2 separate regions of the Mus musculus genome follow, and region 1 is linked to region 2. The links are chromatin contacts, called in public Hi-C maps. All regions are on one chromosome and are shown on one strand. Each heading gives the region's core, a stretch centred on a gene start, on an enhancer-like site or on the middle of the called end of the contact. The rest is flanking DNA. Distances are from core to core; before and after follow the strand shown.

The links. A called contact is a pair of places that touch in the nucleus more often than the background predicts.
Region 1: a Hi-C map of muscle stem cells shows a contact between it and region 2, with 5 times the contacts expected there. The contact joins two enhancer-like sites. A contact is called at or near these places in 6 of 484 Hi-C or Micro-C datasets (embryonic stem cells, muscle stem cells, myocytes and 1 more).

Annotation. Positions count from the first base shown.
Region 1 is chr6:126,482,382-126,487,416 of GRCm38.p6, reverse strand. Gm38899 (a long non-coding RNA gene) reads left to right here. Exons shown (of 5, transcript XR_869437.2): 5 at 916-1,148. Among named protein-coding and RNA genes, the nearest start is that of Gm38899, 30 kb to the left of the region's middle. Within about 2 kb of position 2,341, at least 26 of the 459 cell types and tissues checked have an H3K27ac peak or open chromatin away from gene starts, as enhancers often do. A contact at or near this core is called in muscle stem cells, where this site is marked.
Region 2 is chr6:126,033,548-126,038,757 of GRCm38.p6, reverse strand. Ano2 (anoctamin 2) reads right to left here. Exons shown (of 25, transcript NM_001364562.1): 24 at 1,805-1,910. Among named protein-coding and RNA genes, the nearest start is that of Ntf3, 130 kb to the left of the region's middle. Within about 2 kb of position 2,972, at least 43 of the 459 cell types and tissues checked have an H3K27ac peak or open chromatin away from gene starts, as enhancers often do. A contact at or near this core is called in muscle stem cells, where this site is marked.

The sequences.
Region 1 (5,035 bases), core at 1,092-3,591, 450 kb before region 2:
GGCATTTCCTGGATTCCTGACTCATACTTTCCTCCTGAGGTCAGGAGCGTCCCTTTCTCCTCCAGCAGCTTGCTTCTGGCACTAAGAAATCCAAGATAAATGAGACAGTCTGTGAACAGAGCCCCAAACAGCTGGCCATTGCTGGACACAACTACAATGGCTGGTCAAATGGGGACATCTGGTTCACGTCCCCAGAGATTTAATAATGGCAGAAAGACCAATAAAGATAATCCAATCAACCACTGGGACCAAAGCTCCCAGGAGCACAAAGCTGGGCTGGGGAGGTTGGGTTTCTTTTCCATGGGAGCCAAGGGAAGAGAGGGGCAGGTGAGCCAGCTGTGGGCTTGAGCCTCTCATGCCTGCATTGTTGGTCTCTTTGACCATGAGGGAAAATCTCAAGGAAAGCTGGGGGGGGGGGGGTTGTTCCTGGAAGAGTGTGGGAGATTTTTCACATTTATAATTTGGGGGCACACTCATATCCTGATCCTCTATAAACTCAGGGCCATGGGAATTGTTAACCCATCATTTGATGGATATTTATTCTACATGACCCGGTGTAAAGACTCTTAGCTAGGGGTGGATTTGGGACAGGAAATGACTTCTCTGCTAGTGTTGGTGCTTGTAAGAAAGTGCTGCTCTCTCTGTATATTCACTTTTGCAAATGGAACATGAAGACAATAGTTTGTATCTCCTAGGACTGTTAGGGACATGGTACAAAATCATGGGCGAGCTTAGCAGAAATACGTGATGTTCACATGATCATCTGTGATACTTAGAACCAAGAGTCTGCTCTGTTATGACAGATGGCACAGAGAACAGAAACTCACTGAAGGTTCTAATATCTTTTGTTTGGCCTCTGGTCTCTTATTCTTAGATTTATTTAATCTTTTTTTTTTTTTTTTTTTTTTTTTTAAGATACAGGCTGGGTGTGGTGGCACACACCTTTAATCCCAGCACTTGGGAGGCAGAGGCAGAGGCAGGTGAATTTCTGAGTTCGAGGCCAGCCTGGTCTACAGAGTGAGTTCCAGGACAACCAAGTCTATACAGAGAAACCCTGTTTCGAAAAACCAAATAAATAAATAAATAAACAACCAAATACAAAAAAATAAAATAAAAATAAAAAATAAAAATAAAAAGATATAGGTAAATAGGCAAGTGAGATGTTATTTTATCATTAATCAGCTTTCTGATACCATAACAAGATACACATGATAATTAACTTACAAAGACAAAGGGCTTCCTGAAGCTCGTGTTTTTAGAGATTCTCACCCCAAATCAGATGTAAGGCAAAGAAGAATCCAGGGATGTGTGACTATATTTGAGGTAAACTTCCCACTGATGTTAGAAGAGCTCCCATTAGATACTCCCTTCCTACTTCAGGTTTCCTCTTCTCAACAGTGTCCTTCTGTGGACCAAGCCCTCACTGGCCTGAACTTCTATTCCTTACAGAGGGACCAGTGAGCAAAAGGCTGACGAGAAGGAAACAGGGATCAATGGGATAAGATTAAATCTGAGGCTAGCAAGGACAGGTTCAGACCTAGGCCTGGAACCAGCCAACCTCAAAACTTGGAAGGAGGCCACCATTTGTTCTCAAGAGGTGCAAGTAACCTTCAGCTTCCGTGGATTCTGTAGTGAAGGTATGAGAGCTGAGGCCAGCAGTTCATCTTCGTTTTCTCTGACTCTCTATTCTCTCTGGACACCTCCACCATGGGAATTCTTCCCCAGGAGAGTCATGTAGGCTTAATAAAATACTTTTAGTTTTTGATGTATGTGCCATATGTTATGTATGTGTTGTGTTTGTATGTATGGTATGTATGTAAATTGTGGTATATATGTGTGTTGTATTGCATTATGTATGTGATACACTATGTGGTGTGGTATGTGTGTATGAGTATCTGTATGTATATGAGTCTGTGTGTGTGTGTGTATGTATATGAGTCTGTGTGTGTGTGTGTGTGTGTGTGAGTATGTATGAGTGTGTATGTGTTTTGTGTATGGCTGTGTTTGTTTTTGTGTATTTGTGTATAAGTGTGTACATATGAGTGTGTGTGTGTGAGTGTGTGTGTTGTGTGTGTATGTTTGTGTGTGTGGTTATTATTTGGCCCTAGTGATTTGGCCTGCAGAGAATATGGTTTTAGAGAGAGCTTAGTGTTAAATAGCCAAAAGGGCCCAGTCACAAGGGCCTCTTTGACTCACAGGAGCATGACATGAGAATGACCCCTTCATTTCGCTTGCTCTGTTAAGGGCATATTTGTCAGTGAGACCATGAGTCAGAGGACAGGGTCTCTCCTAAACTAAAAATAGAGCCACAGGGACAAAGAAAGCAAGGGAGAGGCTGTGGTTTGACCTTTCCTGCTTGAGAACTTGCGTGTGGCACAGGGTGAGTAAAAGTGGAGTGTGCAGGGAGAGGCACTCCCCTGGCTGCCTGCAGAGGGCATCTTCATGAGTGCCCAGTAGGGAGGCTTGGTGTGTGTGTGTGGGGGGGGAGGGGTGGTGGGGGTCGCTGAGAAGCACAAGCCATCGTGTCTTCCCCTTCCTCTTCACCAGCATAGCCACTGCTTCACAGCCAGGGGGAGCAGAGGGAGATGTCTGCCACCTGTGCATCATAGAGCATGCAGCCCCCCCCCCCCCCAAATTCAGTCTCTGACTTCGGATTCCTTAGAGGCAGCGTATGTTCTATAGTATCCTAAACAGGAACACAGCCCGGAGCAGTGAGGAGACATCACATGACGACCAAGCCATCAAAATGTGACAGAAGTATGTCCTGTGTCATGGAGCACTCCAGGGATATAAGGCCACTCACTATGTGCTGAGTGTAATGATAGACCATGCCCTTTAGTCCCTCTGACATATGGGTCTCAAATGCCACCTTGGCAACTTTCCCCATCGTATGTAGGTAGATGAGCGCCAAGGGCAAGCAGCCTTGCTGGTAAAGTCTAAAGTTTCTGGAGGTCACATGTTCTACCTCTAGCCCAACAGCAAGTGTTTTATGTGTTTCCCACCATATGCTCATCGCAGTAACTTAGAAGTCTCTGGAAATCAGGCCACAGAGGCAGTAGAATAAAAGGAGAAGAATGAAACATTGCCTCTACTCAGTTTTCCACTCACGAGGCTCCTGCTTCACACACACACACACACACACACACACACACACACACACACACACACACACACCTACACCTGCATCTTTCCTTGTGTCTTCCCCTCTCTGCTCACCTGGGAAACCATGCCTGCCTGTCCCTCCTGTTCCACAGCTTTGCACAGGGAGCCCTCCATCTGTGCATCAACCTATGGGACTCTCTCCTCTCCTTCAACTTCCAAATATGTGTCCCCCGAGTTTCTCAGTCTTATTATTCACAAGAGGCTTGTTCTGTTGGCTGCTATTATTTTGTGGGATTCCTTGTCCTATGCACTTTGGGATGTATGAGGGCTTTCTAAGCTTCCCAATTCAAGGTAAATTCAAGGCAAACATCTTACCCTCTCTGAAGCACAGTTCTCTCATCAGAAAGTTGGGGTGAATCATGGCCCCATGGGTTGGTTGGAAGGTGTAAAAGAGTAATGTGACAGTCTTGGTGTAATGGCCAGTACACAGGAACACTGTCTATTGGTATGGTCACGACTGGAGGCTGAGAGCATCATTTGTTTGTCTGCATATGTCTGCCCTCACCACACCAGTAGCTGAATGGGAAACCTGAAGATAGAGATACAATAACAACATGACCTTCAGGCGCAGCTCGCTACTGTCACCAGCACCTGGTTCACACGACATATTTGTGGCCTTGGTCACCATCCTCCAACCTCACCCTGTAAGGATAAGGACCACAGTGCTGACCTGCTTGGCAGAGTATCTTGGGAACCTGCCCATGAGTCAGAACACAAGCTCCCAAGGGGCTCTGAGACCATGTGTTTCATGACCTTCCTGGGGCCTTGTCAAGCCTCACACTCCATAAATCTGAATTTGATGAGGATGGGTAACGATCGCAGATGCTCCCCTCGTGGGGTGGTGCCAGGAGCCCTGCCCAGAGGGGCTGTCAGCGCCTGTGATGAAGTAATCGGAGGTGGACAGCTGAATCTGTCTTGGTAAACAGATGAACTCAGTCAACACCCTCAACAGCGGCCAGCACAGAAGACGACTGGTTCAAGAGGCCTGCATGCCATGGGGCCTGCATGCTCTGGGGTCTTCATGCCATGGGGCCTGCATGCTCTGGGTCCTGCATGCCATGGGGCCTGCATGCTCTGGGTCCTGCATGCCATGGGGCCTTCAAGCTCTGGGTCCTGCATGCCATGGGGCCTGCATGCTCTGAGATCCCTATACTCTGGACCTTCTATGCTCTGGGACCCCCACATTTTGGGCCCTCCATGCTCTGGAGCTGGCACTTTAGGCAGAAGGAAGAAAACCTGTTCAGCCAATGCTCTTCTTACATTATGTGGAACCAAAGCCCAGAGAGGTGCATCAGTGTACCTGAGTCCAAGAAATATCAGGCACAAGACTGAAGCCTCTCAGATCTCTCTCTCTCTCTCTCTCTCTCTCTCTCTCTCTCTCTCTCTCTCTCTCTCTCTCTCTCTCTATCTCTCTCTCTCTCTCTATCTCTCTCTCTCTCTCTCTCCCCCCTCAGGAGCCAGACCAGCAGAATAGGTCTAAGAGATCACAGTCTAGGGTAGAATTCTCTGGAAGCTCCTGAAGAAGAGGGGGACATCTATAGTCACGCTGTGACCATTAGATGTGGGATTAAAAATATATAGCATTTCAATTAATAATTTGAGAACTTCATACATGCATGCAATGTATTTTGGTTATGTTTGCTCCTTCTGGCCCCCCAACTCATCCCAGAGGCACCTCATCCTTTGACACCTTACAACTTCCTGTCCGCGCGCGCGCGCGCGCGCGCGTGTGTGTGTGTGTGTGTGTGTGTGTGTGTGTGTGTGTGTGTTTATGTGTGTGTGTTATTTGTACTGCCCATAAACACGGGCTAAACACTGCAGGGAGGATGTTCAACCTATAAGGATCCACATCATTGTTATAGAAAACCAAGTC
Region 2 (5,210 bases), core at 1,723-4,222:
CCACAGTGGCCTCTATAGGATTGCCTGTGGGACAACTGCCCCGGTCATCTCCCTTTCTGTCTCTTCAGTCCTCAATACCAGGCTAGAAGCTTAGATGTTTTCACTGATCTGGCTTTATCCCAACTCCCTACAGCTCAGTCTCCTCATTCTGCAGACACCAAGGACTCTCTGCATCCAGTTCTCTTTGGTTGATCCCAGGCTTTTGTAGACACTTGCATGAGGCTTCCTGCTAAGCTCATCTCTGGGATACACAGGGAGGCAAGCAAAGTCTTTCCTAGGAGCAGTTTCTCTATGAGGGATGAATATCAGCCTATGACGCCTGGCATGGACCAATTCAAGCTAACATACTCTGATTCTTGCTCATCTATCAAGTCTCTCCTTCCTACATATTCATCCAGCACATTCCTCAACTCATGATGATTTTCTTTCTGGGAGCTATATGCTGTGTGTCTTCTCTTTCCCCTCTAGGAAACTAAGGTGGGAACAGGCCCTGGATTTAATTCTTGCTCCTGGGAACTCAAGAGAAGGTTTTAGGAACAAATGCTTTCAGAGGCTCCCAGGTACTTAGGCTTTTCCTCTAGCCACCACCAATGTGAGTGACCTGTGACCTGTGACATATGGGCAAGTGAGGAAATGGGGGCAGGTGGGGGGGCAGCAGGGGGATGTCTAGGCAATTTGTCAAACATATCATCCCATCTCTACAGGGAAAGAATAGTGTTTTCTGTGGGTGAAAGATTAGCTGGTGGGCTTTTCCACATCCTGGGCTGGAGTCTGAGGGGCTGGATACCTTAGAGCCCCCCAGAGACCTGCCTTTAGGGAACACAAAAGCCAAGGGAACTGAAGAGAAAAGGATCTGGCTTTGTGCTCTGGCCTCTGCTCAAAGATCAACAAGACCCTGAGTGGGAATTGGAGGTCCGGGAGCTCAGAGAATCTCAGCGTCGCAATTGGAGCTGTGGCTATTGTCAAAGATAGGAATCACACGAGCTCGAGTTTGCTATTCATTCCGGGGGTGGCTAGATGACTCTGCAGACCCCTCCAGCCAGATGTCTCCATGGTGAACAATGCTAACAAAGGGGAGACCCATGAGCTCAGCAGGAAAGTTCCCGAACTTGAGCCCTTTCTCAGGCTGACAGAAGGGATGTGCTGTTTGTCTGTCCCAGTGCTGAGACTCTGGTTTCAATGGTTCTCCGCTTTCTTTTCTTCTTCTCCAGTTTAAATGGGCAAGTATCTCCACTTTGCAACTTACTCTACATCTGTTCGATAACTTTACTCTGGAGTTCATTATCTTTCGGCCAAGTCAACCCATTCAAAGCTCTCTCGGGGGAATTCTCCTGCTTTACAGTTATTGCTGCCTGCCCCATGTGAAGTTCCCTATGTCACAGAGCACAAGTGGGCCTCTGTATCCATGGCCTGCTATGCTCAGATCCAACCAACCATGGATCAAAAATAACCGAGAACAAAGCCACACCAGCAGACACACCTGCATGCTATGCTTGTCAATATTTCTTAGACCTGTCCTTATTGAGTTTGCATTTCATTCATTATCACGTCCTCTAGCAATGATTTAAAGTATATGAGAAGATATTGGTGGGCTACATGAAGATGTGATGTCATTTGTTACAAAGGACTTCAGTGCCCTTAGTTCGGGTGTCCCACAGAGGTACTAAAGCCACATACACACACCCAGATACTAAGAGTGACTGTTCCGTAAGCATCTGACTATGAGGGACAGGCAGGACACTATAGGAGTCTTCACCTGGGAAGCCTGCATTCTGATTGGTTGGTCTTCACCTGAATAACTCACCTGGAAGATGATAACAAAGGCCAGACGGGCAGACAAAACAGACCAGTACTGCTTGGAAAACTCATAAGGGTTTGGTGCCCATGGTGGTTCTCGATAATCTTTGAACCTGCCCAAAGAAAGATAGGGTGTTCAGACTGAGTGGTGACAGAGATCGGGGAGATGGCTCAGCTGGTCAGCATTTGTTGCACAAGCATGAAGGTCTGAGTTTGACTTTACAAAGGTGGAGTGGTGGCATGTGATTGTCATCCCAGCAGTGGAAAGGCAGAGACAGGCAGAATCCTGGGACATGTTGGTCAACTAGCATAGCCTAAAAACTAAAACCATCTCTAAAAACTAAGATGCATACCTCCTGAGGTACAGCTGAGGTTGGCTTCTGACCTCCATATTCATGTGCACACATGTACATACACATATACACACTCAGCTACATACACATACATATACCTACGCACACACATGAACATAAACTAAATAGTTAAAATTAGGATGTAGATAAGTAGTAGATTGGGTATAGACTGAAGGGAAGCAGATACTTCTGTGGATAAAATCTCAAGATCTGAGCAACAGTTGAGCTCTTGGCTGTGAAACTTGAGAAATAGATAGTGGAAATCCACAGTCCAACCAACAATTGTCTATGGAATAAAAAAAGAAAATCAAAGCCCACAAAAGTCAATCTACAGATGTAGTTTTCCTGTTCTCTCTCTCCAACACCTCCTAAAGCTTCCTCTAGGGCCAGGATGTAATTCTCGGGAGAGTCCACAGAAGGAGAGGTGACCTAGGTCCATGTGGCCTTCGTGGCTCCCATTGTCTGGTAGAGGCTCCCAGATGACCCATCTGGTGCTATGCAGCAGTTTTTGGATCCCTGGTAGACACTGGCACTAGCAGGTCACCTCAGGGTCCTCTTCAGGCAACAGCTTTGAGGGTAGCCAGGATTTCCAGCTGCACCACTGAAACCAAGGGAAAGCCAGTGCAGCCCAAGCAGAAAGAAGGTTGAATGAATGGCGGGTAGGGTCATAAACAACCACACTTGGTCAACAGACTTTCTCCTTAGTCATGTTTGTGACTTATCTGTACTTATCTGGTGTGAGCTTCCAGTTCCTTCTCAGGCACACAGAGAAAAGGCATGTTTTGTTTTCTGTTACTGACTTTTCACCCCTATTCTGCGATGACTCATGCCCCAGAGAACTCATTTTCTAATCCTGGAAAAATAACAAGGGTTCATAGCAGCACTGTGACCATCTCAGACCCACTCTTTCAATGGAATTACAGGTCCAATGGCAACCCTTAGGGTGGAGAAAGAGTTGGGATGGTATCAGACTACCCAGTAGTAGTAGTAGTAGTAGTAGTAGTAGTAGTAGTAGTAGTAGTGTGTGTGTGTGTGTTTGTCTCTGTCTGCTAAGGAAGGCACAGTAAGAGACTCTGACCAGGGAGAGTCATACGCAGAACATGACACATAGCATATATATAGCCCTGGGCAAAAGAGAAGACTTTTCTGTATGTTTGTCTTTTAATCTTCTCAAAACACTCAAGCAGGTATCCCATATAGCATGCATGGAAGGAAGCTGGTGGACTCAGAATTCAAGTATATGGCCCAGGAGCAATTCAAGGCCAGTAAGAAGCAGAGGAAAGTGAGGATATAAATCTAACAGAATCCAGGCTCTTCCTCATTATCACAGAGCACCTTATCAACAGCTGAAGTTGAAGGTGGGGTCATAAATGGAGGGTCCTTTCCCTTGTCACAAAGAAACTAATGTTGTAAAAGGTCTGTGTATCAGTACAATGGTTTCCAGTTTCCAAGGAATAGGTACAAAGAGGATAGAACATCTGAGGTAGAAGAAAGAGATGTACACACAAAGAAAATGCTGGAGCAATGGAGTCAGCAAGGGAAAGACATGCTGGAGGACAGACACTCATCTTTCTACTAGGGCTTGGCCAGAAGCCAGGCGCTCCCACCTCACTGCCTGGCTCCCCCACTTCCAACAGCTGATCGCAGCTGTCGCAAGCTTGATATGACATCTGGCTGAAAAGCAGAGCTAACTGCATCCCAGCAGAGCACCACAGAGCGCTGAGGTATTCTTTTAGATCATACGTAGCTGAGGATGAGAACATGGAGCGCTACGCTAGTAGAGAAAGGGAAAGAGACCAGGGAGAAGGGGAAAAAGGATTGGTGGGGGAGGGGGGAGAAACAGAGGAGACAGAGACAGATATGGAGACAGAGCAAGGGGGACAGAAAGCATGTGAATCAAATGAATAGGATAGGATGTCATGGGAATGGAGAAAAGCCTTTTTAGATTTGCCTATTTTTCTGCTGTATGCAAAACAGGGTCTGCTCCTTTCCAATGCTAGAGGAGGGTACACCCTGCTGTTGCTTACGTGTGGGGGGGGGGACCTCCATCCCCAGACATAGCCCAGTCCCTTTGCTACACAGAAAGCCCGTCCCTCCCCTTTCCTAGCACTGGCTGTGACAGGACAGCTGCTCACTGAGCTTCCTCACTCTCTGAGAGTCACTGCACACTGCCCCCCCCCTCCAGCCTGAAAAGAATCCATAAATAATCAAATTCAGCTTCCAACTCGGCTACTAACTTACCACAGTTTTTAGGACTCTTGCTCTGCCCTCCCCTGGTGTCCAAAACATGTTTTGAATCTAACAGGCGCATTCGTCTGATGGAGGGTCTAGGGTGGTGGGAGGGGAGGGGCTTGGCAGAGATCTGTCCAGAGCGATCAACCTGAGAACAGCTCTCTGCAGAGAAGGGAAGGGTGGCTACATGGAGGGAAAGCCATACCCCAGAAATTAGTGGGAAGGGACTTGACACAGTTTACATCTGTCCACATTCCTTCCTAAAGTAACTCTCTGACCTACAGCAATAACAACTTACTTTACACTAATGAGTAGACATATCTATTACTGAAATGAATACAATACAGAATATAAATGTTACTGTATATGATGAGTTGATACATTGCTCTAGCCTACCCTCCATTCCATTCTAGTCTGTCCTGTCCTTCCAAAGGCTGTTTGTGACCCACTGAAGCGATTTCACAATCCACTAATGAACCATGAGTCATCTTTTGAAGAGCGCGGATTCCAGTAAGCTTGTGCCACTGGGTACATAATTGGTTGTTTACATGCCAATGTAAGTTCGGGTTACATAATATTTATTTTTTTCCTCTGAAATGTGATCCTAAGAAGTCAGGCTTATCAACTGTTTTCTCTAACCAGCTAGAAGACACTTGCTAAACAAAGAGACAATTAGCTTTAAGAATAGACAGGTGGCTAATAGGCTTCATTGTTGGAACCACTGTGGTAATTATCTGGGGTGCTTGTTTTCTAAGTCCAGAGCTGAGGGAAATGTGTGTTCTGGAGATAGCAAGTGACTGTTTGAAGCTACATCCAGCACTTGGGTCC